Linked DNA regions of Mus musculus: regions 1, 2 and 4 are each linked to region 3. The links are chromatin contacts, called in public HiChIP or PLAC-seq and promoter capture Hi-C maps. All regions are on one chromosome and are shown on one strand. The core of a region is the stretch at or near the end of the contact, and the rest is flanking DNA. Distances in the headings are between cores, read along the strand shown. Region 1 overlaps Dipk1a (divergent protein kinase domain 1A). Region 2 holds the start of Mtf2 (metal response element binding transcription factor 2). Region 3 holds the start of Atp5k (ATP synthase, H+ transporting, mitochondrial F1F0 complex, subunit E). Region 4 holds the start of Fgfrl1 (fibroblast growth factor receptor-like 1).

Region 1 (2,952 bases), core at 350-2,849, 490 kb after region 3:
CTCCTCCTCCTCCATTTCCTCCTCCTCCATCACTACCTCCTCCTCTTCCATCACTGCATCCTCCTCCTCCTCCATCACTACCTCCTCCTCCTCCATTTCCTCCTCCTCCATCACTACTTCCTCCTCCTCCATCACTGCATCCTCCTCCTCCTCCATCACTACCTCCTCCTCCTCCATCACTACCTCCTCCTCCTCCATCATTACCTCCTCCTCCTTCTCCATCACTACCTCCTCCTCCTCTACTTCATGCTCCTTATTCCCCCCCACACACACACACCCACTCCTCCCAAGACTAGTACTTTCCTGGGGTTGGTTGTCTGTTGTCCAGTCCGGCTAACAGAGTTAAGAAAGACATTTTATAGACATTTTTTAGAATTTGACATTTAGATGTGTTTAAATCTAAAAGTATTTTAATATTTGGTATATTTCTAATGTGTCTTACTGAGGTATAATTGACAAAATAAAGACCGGTTTAGTTTTCAGTTGTGTAGTCGGACCAGTTTAGACAAATGTATTCATAGGCTAACCAACACATGAATTATACTGACATTTCCATTTTCTTAAAATTTTCTCATATAATCCTGTCAGTCACTTACCCCCATAAAGCAACCACTCAGCTGTTTTTAAGAAATGTTTGATATAATTTTTAAATTAATAACACCCTAGACTAAAACACAAAGTAGTATTTTAAGGCTTAAAAAATACAGGGAGGGGGGTGGAGAGATGGCTCAGCAGTTATGAGCACTGACTGCTCTTCCAGAGGTCCTGAGTTCAATTCCCAGCAACCACATGGTGGCTCACAACCATCTGTAATGGGATCCAATGCCCTCATCTGGTGCTGTCTGAAGTCAGCTATAGTGTACTCATATAAATAAATAAATAAATAAATAAATAAATAAATAAATAAATAAATAAATAAATATTTTTATAAAAACATGGGGAGGTTAGTGGGATGGCTCATTCAGTCCAGTGCTTCCAGGAGATTAAATAAAGAACAAATACACAGATCTGAAGCTGGACATGTAGCTGTTGATAAAGTACTAACAAAAATGGGGCCCTAAATTCAATCCCCAGCATTTCACGAACTAGGTTTGGTAGTGTACACTTGTTGCAGTATCTTTTATTTGCCTGATAATCGTGAAGGCTTACTGCCTCTGTCTGCTAACCTAGGCCCAGACCTGGAAGTGTCTAGCCTCCATACAATCTAATCTAGGCCTAGACTGCTCGGCCTCTAAGGCTTAGTGCTGAATACACTCACCCTTCCTAGTTCTTTCTGAACTGTGACTGGCTGCTTCATCTCAGCTGATCTGGCTCAAACTCCTCTTCACACTAACTGGTTCAGTCTGGCTTTGCAGAGTTTTCTTGAATTGCACTGCTTGACCTCGTGCTAAGTTTGGCAATCTGCTCTAATCTCCTGGCTCTTTCTCATCTCTGGCCTGTTCTGTCTTTACCTGTGTCTGTCTTCTCTCTGCAGCCTGTCTCTGCACAACTGTCCCAGTAAAATGGCCCTTTTTCTCTTTTCTTTCTTCTCTCCTCTCTCCCGCTCCTCACCTCTCCTCCTCTCTCTTCCCTTCTCCTCCCCTCCCCACCGCTCTCTCTATGTACTCTCTCTTAAGCTTTTCCCTTTCATCTCTCTTCTAGTGAGAGCTGGGCATATTCTAGTTTGTCATATCTTTCTCTGATTTGTCACTTTGCCAGTCAATTAGATGTCTTCTTTCCAACGTGGCTGCTTCCTTCTATAATCTAACTTTACCTGCCTTGTTTGAGATTAACGGTGAGTAAGTGAAGCTCGCTGATCAGGCTGGGCTAACTGGTCCACTCCTGGGATCCCTGTCTCCAGCACTCAGCTCTCGGGTTACATGGACACACACCATGTCCAGCTTTTATGTGGGTATTGGCTGTTTGAACACAGGTTCCACTGCAAGATCTTTCTAGACTGTTGGAGTCCATGAGTCCCTTACAAAGGCCACACAAACTCCGATCTCAGTCAGGCAGGGGTGGTTTATTGAATGCACACCCTAATACTGATCAGATCAGGGGCATAGTTTGGACTTGAGGAGCTGGAGCTACACCCATGAATATCTTCCTCTATCAGTTTATAAAGGATAAAAACCACAATGCACTCATACACAGGTGCAGGAAGTGCTGTTCAGTGGTCAGCTCTGACGCAAGCCATTTTAGAAATAACAGTTTATATTAACCTTTAAGTTGATAGGTCCTATGTAAAGCTTTGTGGATTTTTTTAAAAATGTTTTGTTTTTAAAGATTTATTTGTTTATTATATATGAGTACACCTCAGCTATCTTCAGGCACACCAGAAGAGGGCATCAGATCTCATTAAAGATGGTTGTGAGCCACCATGTGGTTGCTGGGATTTGAACTCAGAACCTCTGGAAGAGCAGTAAGTGCTCTTAACGGCTGAGCCATCTCTCCAGCCCTGGATTTTTTTTTTTTTTAAAGATTAACAAACCTTGTATAGAACATACAGAACCAAACAGGGTATGTGGTCAGCATGACAATGCTCTGAGTCAATTTTTTTGTGCCAGTGACTGGCAGGCATGTTACAGCAACAATATGAAATAGCTGGCAGGCATGGAACAAAATGGCTGCAGCTATGCTGTGGTGAACACTCCTCAACACAGACCCTTGGTAAAATTTAAAATCCATTCATGTCTTTTGCCTATGAAACATATGCTGCATATTTAAGAAATTTGTAGCATTTCAGATTTCATTTAGTGTTATTCATTACCTTAGTTAAGCATTGTAGGTAATTCTGTCACTGTATTTTAATGAAGGATTTTGGCTAGCTGCTTTTCAGCATTCCTGTTAGGGCAGAGCAAAGCCTGTTACTGCCTGGGCTTGAGTTTGTTTTGACAAGAAATTATCAGTGTAGAAGTGGCCACAACTCTTAGAATATCTCCCTGCATTTTCTTTATAATTTTATTCCTAAGT
Region 2 (2,720 bases), core at 76-2,575, 370 kb after region 3:
TGCTGCTAGAGAAAACGGAGTCAACCAACCACTAACATATTTCTAGCTCTACTTTGATCTCATGAGGTACTTTTCTATGTCAATTACAGGCTTGTCTGGGTTTTCAAATTCTAACTACTGTTGCATGGTAATATCTTCAACCAAAGTTAAAGGTTTTAAAGAATAAAACAGCATTCCATACCCCTTTTCCTATTGTTCACAATCTCTCGTACCACTCAATAAATCCATCTCTGCCAAAGAAAAAATTAACCACCAAGGACTGCAGATTGTAAATCACAGTTAAGAGTTCTGGCACTATGGAAATGTGTTAAGAAATCCTGGAAAATTTTGGTTAAACCCCTTAGTGCCGTAAGTAACTAAGTTGTAATGATGAATACAAATTATCAGGGCAAGAAATTTTAATTGAACGGAAGAAATGCCTCCAAATAAAAGCTATCTCTTCCCCGTATCAATTCACCTATCACTTCTTCTCTTTAAGCTTCCAGGGCTTGCTTTCCAGGGTATTTTCCTCATCCTCGTACGCTAGCTATCTAGCCCACCACTAGATTCCCCTACCACAATTCCACACAATTCCAGCACCCTCTGGTTCCAAACTGCTACTTTCCTTAGCACCCCTTAAAGTGCCAGTCAGCCCCTCTACTAGGCTCCCCGCATTCTGACGGCTCCTCCCCTCGGTTCCCCACCCCCTCATCACCAGGTTCATCCTGCCCCTCCAACCGTCTCCCGCCCCCAGGTTCCTTCCTGCCCTCCAAACACAGCTTCCCTGTCTCAACGTTTTATCTAATTCCACCAACTGACTCCCGAGCGGGGCGCCCCGCTCCTTCCCCCAGTCCCTATTTTTACCAACATCTCACTGACTACCCCTCCCGATCCATTCTTTCAACATATGCATCAATGCAAAAACACCCCCACACAGGACTCCCTTGCCCAAAGCGGAGCCTCCATCTTTCCCCTTTCTTTTGCTTCCTTTCTTTCGTCTCTCCTCATCCCAACCTCCTCCCAAAGAGTCGGTTCCCAGGCCAAGGTCTCTCACCTCATTCGGTCACTTAAGTGGTGCCAACCGCTTCATACAGGAAAATAGAAGCAATCTCGTTCCCGTGGGCGCTCCCCCGCGAGTCCGGGCACTCCCTGGGCACCCGCCCCAGCGGGAGCCCTGCGCACACGCACACACACACCGAGTTCCTTGGGGACGAGGGTTAGGAAGGAGAATGTGCGTGCTCACACCGGCCTCAAACACAGACCACTTCGCAACAGCCCTTCGCCATTTTGGTTTCCCGCGGACTAGCGGTGCATTCTGGGAGCGCGGAGCTACTCCGGGGCCGAATGGCAGCTCTCCAGAGCCGCAGAGGGGCGGGGCCTGCGCGGCGAGCGCGGAGGAACACCGCGCCCTGCGTCCCGGACCAGCGCTGAACAAAGAGGGACTCTTTAACGTCGCGGTGGAATTAAGTCCTCTTGCTGCCGGTGCAGACACAATAGTGAGCGCAGCGCTTCCCGACGCTGATGCTTGCCTTACTAGGTCTTTTAAAAAGAGAGATCGTGTCCAGTCTTTCGTGCGGTCTTTTTTAATGCCCTCAGAAATAGGATATTGCTCAGTACATCTTGATGGGGTGATTTCCTTTCTGAAGAAAGGAAATTATTAACTGGAAAAAATACTTTTCTTTTACCTTCACCTAGAGGCCTGCTGTTATAATCCCCTTAAGTGGGGAGGAGACCCTGGATGGCAAATTTCGTTCAATGAATACTATCCAAATCCAAACTTATCTGGAATCTGTAATGGGAGATTTTCACTTTTTTTTCCTCTGACGATGAACGAGATTTTTTTTTCCCTGTTTACCTGCTTTGTGACCTTTCCTAATTGTAGTGAAATTTGAGCATACCCTCCTGCAAAGCAGTTGATTGAAGGAACACACAACTTTCATACTATTGCAGGCTTTTATATGAGGCCCAGCTGATAAATGGAATGCATGCTTATATCTTTGACTTATATTTGAATGCAACCCAGCACTTATAGAAACACCTGTAATACGTTTCTATTTTGTGAAAATATTTTCAGAGTCATATACTTTTTATCACAGATTATGTCACAGAGGCAGTACTGAATTTTCTCTCTGAAGAAATACCTCTTATGATCTAAATTCCTTTCACTCATATTTCAAGAGTTCCCTTTAAGCTGGGCGGTGGTGGCGCACGCCTTTGATCCTAGCACTTGAGAGGCAGAGGCAGGCAGATTTCTGAATTCAAGGCCAGCCTGGTCTACAGAGTGAGTTCCAGGACAGCCAGGGCTATACAGAGAAACCCTGTCTCGAAAAACAAAACAAAACAAAACAAAAAAGAGTTCCCTTTACCTAGGTTCTGAAAAATCTGGCAAATAGGCATATTCATATTATACTACATTTTTTTTTCTTTTTTGAAGACAGAGTCTATCTATTATATAGCTCTGGTTGTCCTGGAACTCATTGTGTAGACCAGGCTTGCCTCAAGCTCACAGAGATCTTCCTGTCTCTGCCTCCTCAGTACTGGGATTAAAAGGCCTGAGCCACCATGGCTAGCTTTGTATTATACAGTATATTTTATTCAGTACATTATATCAATCTGTGTCTCTCCCTCTTTCTCTCTCTCTCTGTCTCTCTCTCTCTCTCATGTGTCTCTGTATCTGACTCTCTCACACACACACTGTCTCTCTCTGTCTCTCACACACACACACTCTCTCTGTCTCTCTC
Region 3 (3,166 bases), core at 608-3,107:
CACTGCCTGACAAATGACCCCAAGCAACAGCAGATGTCAAGCCATCCGTGTGTATGCTTGTGCCAATGTGTGTATTGTAAGCCTCTTCTGCCTCTACGCCATGTAGCTTCTGTGTACCCACCCCTCAATCCATACTCCCCTTGGTACCCACCCCTCAATCCACACTCCCCTTGGTACCCACCCCTCAATCCACACTCCCCTTGGACCCCCAAAGACACTTGCAGTTCTGGAAGCTTGAGCTGCTAAGGAGTCAGGTTTATTTTAAGATTTAATGAGGGAAACCTGTTTGATCACATAAGTTATCTAACCAGTTGCTCAAGATCAGGGAAGGGAGGGGGCTCAATGTGTAGATGACCATGAGGGGTGAGGAAGTTTACTTGGTGCCTTGTAGGTTAGCATGCCTTTGCAGCTTCCTTGGGGAGCAGTGAGTTGGCAGGAGGGCAGGAATCTCACTGTGGCTCAGGTAGGGATGGGAGTGAGGAACGTCTCAAAGGCAAGGTAAGAGTATGTGGAGCACCTGTGGCACATGGCCTGGGTAATTCTCGTCTCAGTTTAGGAACATTTCTAGGATTCTAACAGAGAAGAACTAGGGCTTTGACTCCAGATCAAATGTAGGCAAAGTTCCAGAGCCTAGGGCAATGGTTCCTCTTCTGATGGCCCCGGAGAGCTGGGTACCTATTATGAGTCCTGCAGTTTTCATTGCTGCATTTTATCCACTTTATATTCATAATTATGTTCTCTTTATAAGTATGGACTATAAAGAGTCAGGAAAAGATACCCCATCCCTACAGACTGTGTACCTTTCCAAGCCCTGGTGCAATGCAAAACTGAGGAGGCTGGTTCAATCAACAGCCTTAGGAAGATTTCAAGTCACTATGGGGCATTGGGGTAAAGCCAGCCATTCAGTGGGTGGCTACAATCTATACTATGACAGATGTACACAAAGATGCTTGCCAATAGACACAGCTGATAATCACCTTGTCTCCATCTTGCCCCATCCCAGGCCAATGATGCTCAACTTTCCTAATGCTGTGACCCTTTAATACAGCTCCTTATGTGACCCTCCCCATACATAACATTATTTTCATTGCTACTTTATAACTGTAATCTTGCTACTGTTATGGGTCATAATGTAAATACTTTTGGAGATAAGTGTTTGCCAAAGGGATCACAAAGGGTTGGTCTAGACCGACATGGCTGCTAGAGAGGTACCCACTCTGGGGACATGGACTGCAGAAAGGTAAGTTTGGCAATCTGGGTGCTCCATGGTCAGTCTCTATGAGGCCTGAAAAGGAGGTCAATAGGACTCAGGATCTGTAGTCCTGAGAGTGTGGGCAGGGAGATGCAGGGGTTAGCCTCATTTGGATGAACATTACCTGTAAAGCCCAATGGAAATTAGGAGCTCTGGGCGAGAAAACACTGGTCGGAGGACATATGTGTCCAATGCCGGAAATTGCAGGAAAGCCCTGGAAGGTTGCTGACCTCTCAGGAAGGGCCAATACAAGTTCTGTAATCTCATGCCCAAACCCACCGCACCCAATGGGCCGCTGGAGTCGGCCAGGTGTGCTCGTCTGTTCCAAGAGATAAAGGGATTGTTTGCGTGCTCCAGTCCACAACAGGTGGGCGACAGATTCCAGGGCTGGTCAGTCATTACACGCCGGTGCTGAAGTAACGAGGCTCTGTGTCACCACCCTTTTGAAGCCAGCTTACACTAACAGCCTAGACTTCCTACCTGGAGAGTAGTAACCAGCCCCGTGGGAACGCTCGGCTATCCTCCAGTCGCTAGGGGGCAGCGCTTTCACTGCGGCGCATGCGCCTTTCTGGCTTCAGGAGGCGGCTTTCATTCTCTGTCTTCCGCCTCAGTTGAGCTTCCGGCGCGAAGGTCACGGACAAAATGGTGCCCCCGGTTCAGGTCTCTCCACTCATCAAGGTGAATCCTCATCCCCGTTGTTGCGCGGTGCTCAAAGCTCCTCTATGCCCCCTTTCCCCTCCCCTCCCGTGACTTAGCATTGCCCACCCTTGGGACTGCTGGCTGTGGTCTCGAGCAATCCCGGCCCTGCAACCCTTGCACACACACCCGCCCCGTACTCCCTCTCCCAGTACTCCTCGATGTCCGACCCCTGCGATCCCCTTGTTCCCTCGGTGTGCCTTCTACTATAATGTTTTCTTCTGCAGTTCGGCCGGTACTCCGCTCTGATCATCGGCATGGCATACGGCGCCAAGCGCTACAGTGAGTTTGGGGACCGGGAGAACGGGATTCCGGGTGAAAGGCTGTGTGACACTGCTCGAGCCTGCAGTTCCTTGGGAGGGAGATGATGCCAGGCCCTAGAGGGGGGCAGGTGGGAACAGCTATCTGGAGATTTTGGAGTCGGCTTTTTCACGAAGCAGCATTTTCAGAGAAGTTAATTGCTTCCACTCCCCCCCAGGTTACCTAAAACCCCGGGCAGAGGAGGAGAGGAGAATAGCAGCGGAGGAAAAGAAGAGACTAGATGAGTTGAAACGGATTGAGAGAGAACTGGCGGAAGGTATGGCTTTTAGCCTCTCCCAACACCCCCGAGTTTTCTGGAAGTAGCTGCTGCTTAGTGGACCAGGGGCTGCCTCTCATCCCATGACTGTTTTGTCCAGTGCTGTCCTCCGTGGAGCCCAGTGGAGTGTGAGAGGCATACTGCCCCTTCTCTTGGGTAGCATCTGCAAATTGCCTTTCGAGAGGTTACTGCTGAGCAGGCTCTCTGACCCCTCTGTGTTGACTTCCTGTGGATTCCAGTCAGATGGAGAAGGCAGTTGGGGATGCAAAGGATGGTTTTAGTAATGAAGTTAGGGTTCTCTTGGAATTAGATTCTTGATTGTTTAAAGCCCAAGTCCCCGTAAGGTGGCCCAAGTCTGTATAATGTTTGACATGGTCTCTTCTCACTTTTCAGCTCAAGATGACAGCATTCTCAAGTGAGGCGTCAGCGAGCTTGCTTTTCTCTAGTCGTTGAGAACGAATAAAGCTTCATTGTGTGATGCTGTGGCTTCCTCTCTCTTTACTGTTTGCTTCTAGGTACCGGCTCTGTGGTTGCATCCTGGCTTTTCCTTGGGTAGGGAGGGTCGGGGGTGGGGTGCAGTGGGTGGAGTTTCAAAGGAATTAATGATCATTACCAGACACACAGACAAAGCGAGAAGTGCT
Region 4 (3,041 bases), core at 253-2,752, 260 kb before region 3:
TGTTCTGTGCTCTGGGGACTCCCAGATGGTAGACTATGCTACCTGTAATTGATAAGCAAGCCAAGGGTCCAGAGCTGGGTCAGCTGAGGGCTGGATCAGAGCGAGCTCCAATCACCAAGATATCACCAATGTTCTCTATATTCAGCTAGGCACTGTGTGAGTCTCTGCAAGTTCCCAGGGACCCAATTAGGTTTTCTGCTCCCACAAAGAGTCCACTCCCCAAGAATCTGGGGGAGGGGTGACAACCACCTGCTCTCCATCTAGATATGCACCTGAAAGTGTGTTTATGCAAGATTATGAGGCTGTCCTGGAAAGGACCTAGGCAAGGCCAACAGTCAAATGATTCTGGGGCCCTTTACATGAGGTGTCAGCCAAAGAGGGTGAGCTGGGGGTATCTGATTGTGACTAGGTAACCCCAAGAGTGAGGTAGAGGCATGTAAAACCGACAGTACTTCAGGTTAAGGATGGGGGTTGGGGGGAGGATCTGCTGCGATGGAGCAGACAGGGAGGGGAGGAGTGTGCCAGGCGGGCACTGTGTGGCAGAGTTCAGGGCTGGTGGGAAAGGGGCGGCGCTGCAGAGGCCAAAGCGCCAGACTGGGCGCCAGGACTCACCTCGCGCCGCCTCAGCCGACGGGAGGGCCCCCAATAGCAGCAGCAGCAGCGCGGGGCTCCGCGTCATCTCGCCGGTCGGACCTGAAGCAGGGGCGCGGTCACTGGGAGCTGGACTGGACGCCACTCAGGGCTCAGGCCCGCAAGACCCAGGTCGCGGCCGCAGAGCCAGGGTCCGGCCCCCCTCGGCGCCGAGCTCCAGGCAAAGGAAGCGAGGCGCGTAGACGCTGAGCGTATCAAAGGCAGACAAAGGGTTTACACTAATTACCAGCCGCCCCCGCCGCCCCCTTTCCAAACACCGTCTGGATTCCTGGCGCTTGTAACTCGGGCCCTGCCCGCGGGACACACAACACCGAGCGGCCCCGCAGATAATCGCCTGCGCCATTAGCGGACAAATTTGCGCTGGGGGGCCCACGTGGGGCTCAAGGGGGGGCGGGGCGCGGGGCAGGGCCGCGGGCCCCACAGGAGCAGCTACGGCGCGAGCCCGGCTCCCGCCCCGCACAGTGATCGCGGCCCTGCCCTTCGCGCCCCGCACTCTAACCCATTCCAGCCCTCCCTCCGGGGGTCGCGGACGTACAGCCCGGCTCACCTCGACAGGGATCAGCGCGGGGGCGCGCAGCAGGCAACGGGGTCAGAGCCGGGCCCCTGAGCAGCGCGACGCGGTCATCGCTGCCCCGGGCGCCGCATCCCGCCCCCCGCGCCCCCGGGCCCGGCCTGGGCGGGGCGGCGCTACCTGGGCGCTGGCGGCTGGGGCCGGGCTGGGGCGCGGGGCGCGCTGTCCGCGCGGATAAACGGCGAGGCTTGGCGAGGGCGGGGAAGAGGGGCGGCGGGGCGAGGGGCCCGGGGCGCCGCGCCGCGAGGCGTCCTTCCCTGCGGGGCTTTGTCAACTCTCCCGGAGCGAGCGCGGAGCAGCCCTGAGCTCCGCCCCGCACAACTTCCGGCCAATCTGCGAGCCCCAGTCCGCCCCGTTCCCCGCCCCTCCCCGAAACTTTGCTCCAATCCGCACACGTGCCCGCCAGGCTCGCTGCTTAACCCTCGCAGTGCTTCTGCCCTTCAGGCTGGCGGCTCCCCGGAGCGCGCCCAGTCGGCCCTGCCTCGCCGCGCCCCCGCCCCTGGGCTCTGGGAACGCGCGGTCCCGCTAGCCTGAAGACCAGCTGATGGCCGCGGAGCCCACTCGGTATCTGCACCAGCTAGGCCCCTGGCCCCCAGAGCTGGCCGTTACTGCACTGTCTCTACTCCCGGCTTTAAACAGGAGGAAGGGAGCTGAACGGAACCTTCGAGCTTTTGTGAGTAGAGAGGCCGCTGTGCTGCTCTGGTTTGAGGGCGGGGGGTGGGGGGGTGGGGGTGGGGGGGTAAGGTGCGGGGGGGGGGGGGGAGATGGCGCAGATCTCCAGTGCTGGAGTCCAACGAAGCCCTGACTTGAGCATCTAGTTGTACCTAGGACCTTAGGAAGGCTGAGAGGGTCCTACAGCCCACCTGGATACTTCTCTGCACCTCACCTGCTTTGTGATAGTAATCAACACACCCTTTTGTCTTTGCTACTTAGCAAGTGTCTTGCTGTACCCCTGCACCCATCAAACAGAAAGACTGGTGAGTTTCCCAAACCTCACTAGCTCCCTTCAGCAGCATCCTGATCCATCCCCCGCGATCTCTCCAGACAGCTTCCTGCCTACCCTCACTCACCAGAGCCAAAATTCATCAAAACATGAGTCTTGCCAGTTTTCTCAACATAAATCCCATAATTTTTGACGCCCCGGTAGTGCCTCCCAAGAGACCACTCCTAAGCTCCGCTTTCAAGGACCCTGATCCAAACAACTTTTCTTCTCTAAGCTAAGAAGCACCCCCTCTTTCCGGAAGCCTGTCAGAGAAAAATGAAACCGAGGAATAGCCTAGTGTTCCTAGCCCCAAATTCTGTTTCTGGGCTAGTGTGGGCAAATGGAGGTGAACCTTGTCTCCTCTGCATGAAGGTCCAAGTACCCATCTCAACTGCAACGCTGTGTCTCAGAAGCAGCCCATGGAACTTTCTCTGGGCTACCAGAGAATTTGGGCTAGTACTGGGGTCACAGAAAGCATTTAAAACAGACAGAGTGGGTCCTGACTAGTCTGAGTAGGTCCTGGCTCCACAGAAAGTTTTGTGAGGAGATGCCACCGAAGCATGTAGTGCAACAACATTGTGTTGCTGCCAACCAAGAGCAGTTGTGTGTGGAGGTGGCTCTGTAGTGTGGGGAGGTTAAAAGCAAATGAGCCCAATGGGCAGAAAAAGGTAGGCAATGGATTGAAGTTAGACGGGAAGGTGCAGAGACCACAGGTGAGTGAGGCTTGTTCAAAGACAGGTGTGTCAGTACAGGTGTGCCAGGAAGGGAGAAACACTACTCTATGCTTCCCTTCTGCCTGGCCACTAGGCCCTAAACCCCTGGTCACCACCTCCAGCC

What was found. Promoter capture Hi-C pulls out the DNA fragments that hold promoters and counts their contacts. HiChIP or PLAC-seq counts read pairs in DNA pulled down with a chosen protein or histone mark. Capture Hi-C pulls out chosen DNA fragments and counts their contacts.
Region 1: a contact with region 3 is called in a promoter capture Hi-C map of embryonic stem cells, with 2.6 times the contacts expected there. The contact joins the enhancer-like site here to the promoter of Atp5k in region 3. A contact is called at or near these places in 2 of 39 promoter capture datasets (cranial neural crest and embryonic stem cells).
Region 2: a contact with region 3 is called in a promoter capture Hi-C map of adipose tissue. The contact joins the promoter of Mtf2 here to the promoter of Atp5k in region 3. A contact is called at or near these places in 6 of 39 promoter capture datasets (3T3-L1-derived adipocytes, the HPC-7 cell line, cranial neural crest and 3 more), 1 of 484 Hi-C or Micro-C datasets (Sertoli cells), 2 of 115 datasets of contacts at active chromatin or transcription factors (the SCID.adh cell line and bone marrow-derived dendritic cells) and 4 of 9 other capture datasets (adipose tissue, liver, macrophages and 1 more).
Region 4: a contact with region 3 is called in an H3K4me3 HiChIP or PLAC-seq map of embryonic stem cells, with 8 times the contacts expected there. The contact joins the promoter of Fgfrl1 here to the promoter of Atp5k in region 3. A contact is called at or near these places in 11 of 39 promoter capture datasets (the C10 cell line, the HPC-7 cell line, cranial neural crest and 7 more), 3 of 484 Hi-C or Micro-C datasets (CD4 T cells, double positive thymocytes and embryonic stem cells), 11 of 115 datasets of contacts at active chromatin or transcription factors (the SCID.adh cell line, double positive thymocytes, embryonic limb bud and 6 more) and 3 of 9 other capture datasets (adipose tissue, liver and pancreatic islet).

The regions. Positions count from the first base shown.
Region 1 is chr5:107,938,263-107,941,214 of GRCm38.p6, reverse strand. All of the region lies in intron 1 of Dipk1a (divergent protein kinase domain 1A), which reads left to right. Among named protein-coding and RNA genes, the nearest start is that of Gm26387, 32 kb to the right of the region's middle. Within about 2 kb of position 1,599, at least 34 of the 459 cell types and tissues checked have an H3K27ac peak or open chromatin away from gene starts, as enhancers often do. A contact at or near this core is called in embryonic stem cells, where this site is marked.
Region 2 is chr5:108,064,279-108,066,998 of GRCm38.p6, reverse strand. Mtf2 (metal response element binding transcription factor 2) reads right to left here and starts at 1,325. Exons shown (of 15, transcript NM_013827.3): 1 at 1,034-1,325. The coding sequence starts at 1,038.
Region 3 is chr5:108,433,090-108,436,255 of GRCm38.p6, reverse strand. It overlaps Atp5k (ATP synthase, H+ transporting, mitochondrial F1F0 complex, subunit E), which reads left to right and starts at 1,857. Exons shown (of 4, transcript NM_007507.3): 1 at 1,857-1,930; 2 at 2,176-2,230; 3 at 2,427-2,525; 4 at 2,919-3,010. The coding sequence starts at 1,895. The coding sequence ends at 2,944. It overlaps Gm34319 (a long non-coding RNA gene), which reads right to left and starts at 1,855. Exons shown (of 3, transcript XR_003955776.1): 1 at 1,733-1,855.
Region 4 is chr5:108,692,690-108,695,730 of GRCm38.p6, reverse strand. Fgfrl1 (fibroblast growth factor receptor-like 1) reads right to left here and starts at 1,502. Exons shown (of 7, transcript NM_054071.2): 1 at 1,199-1,502; 2 at 613-836. The coding sequence starts at 679. It overlaps Gm42151 (predicted gene, 42151), which reads left to right and starts at 1,665. Exons shown (of 2, transcript NR_168910.1): 1 at 1,665-1,895.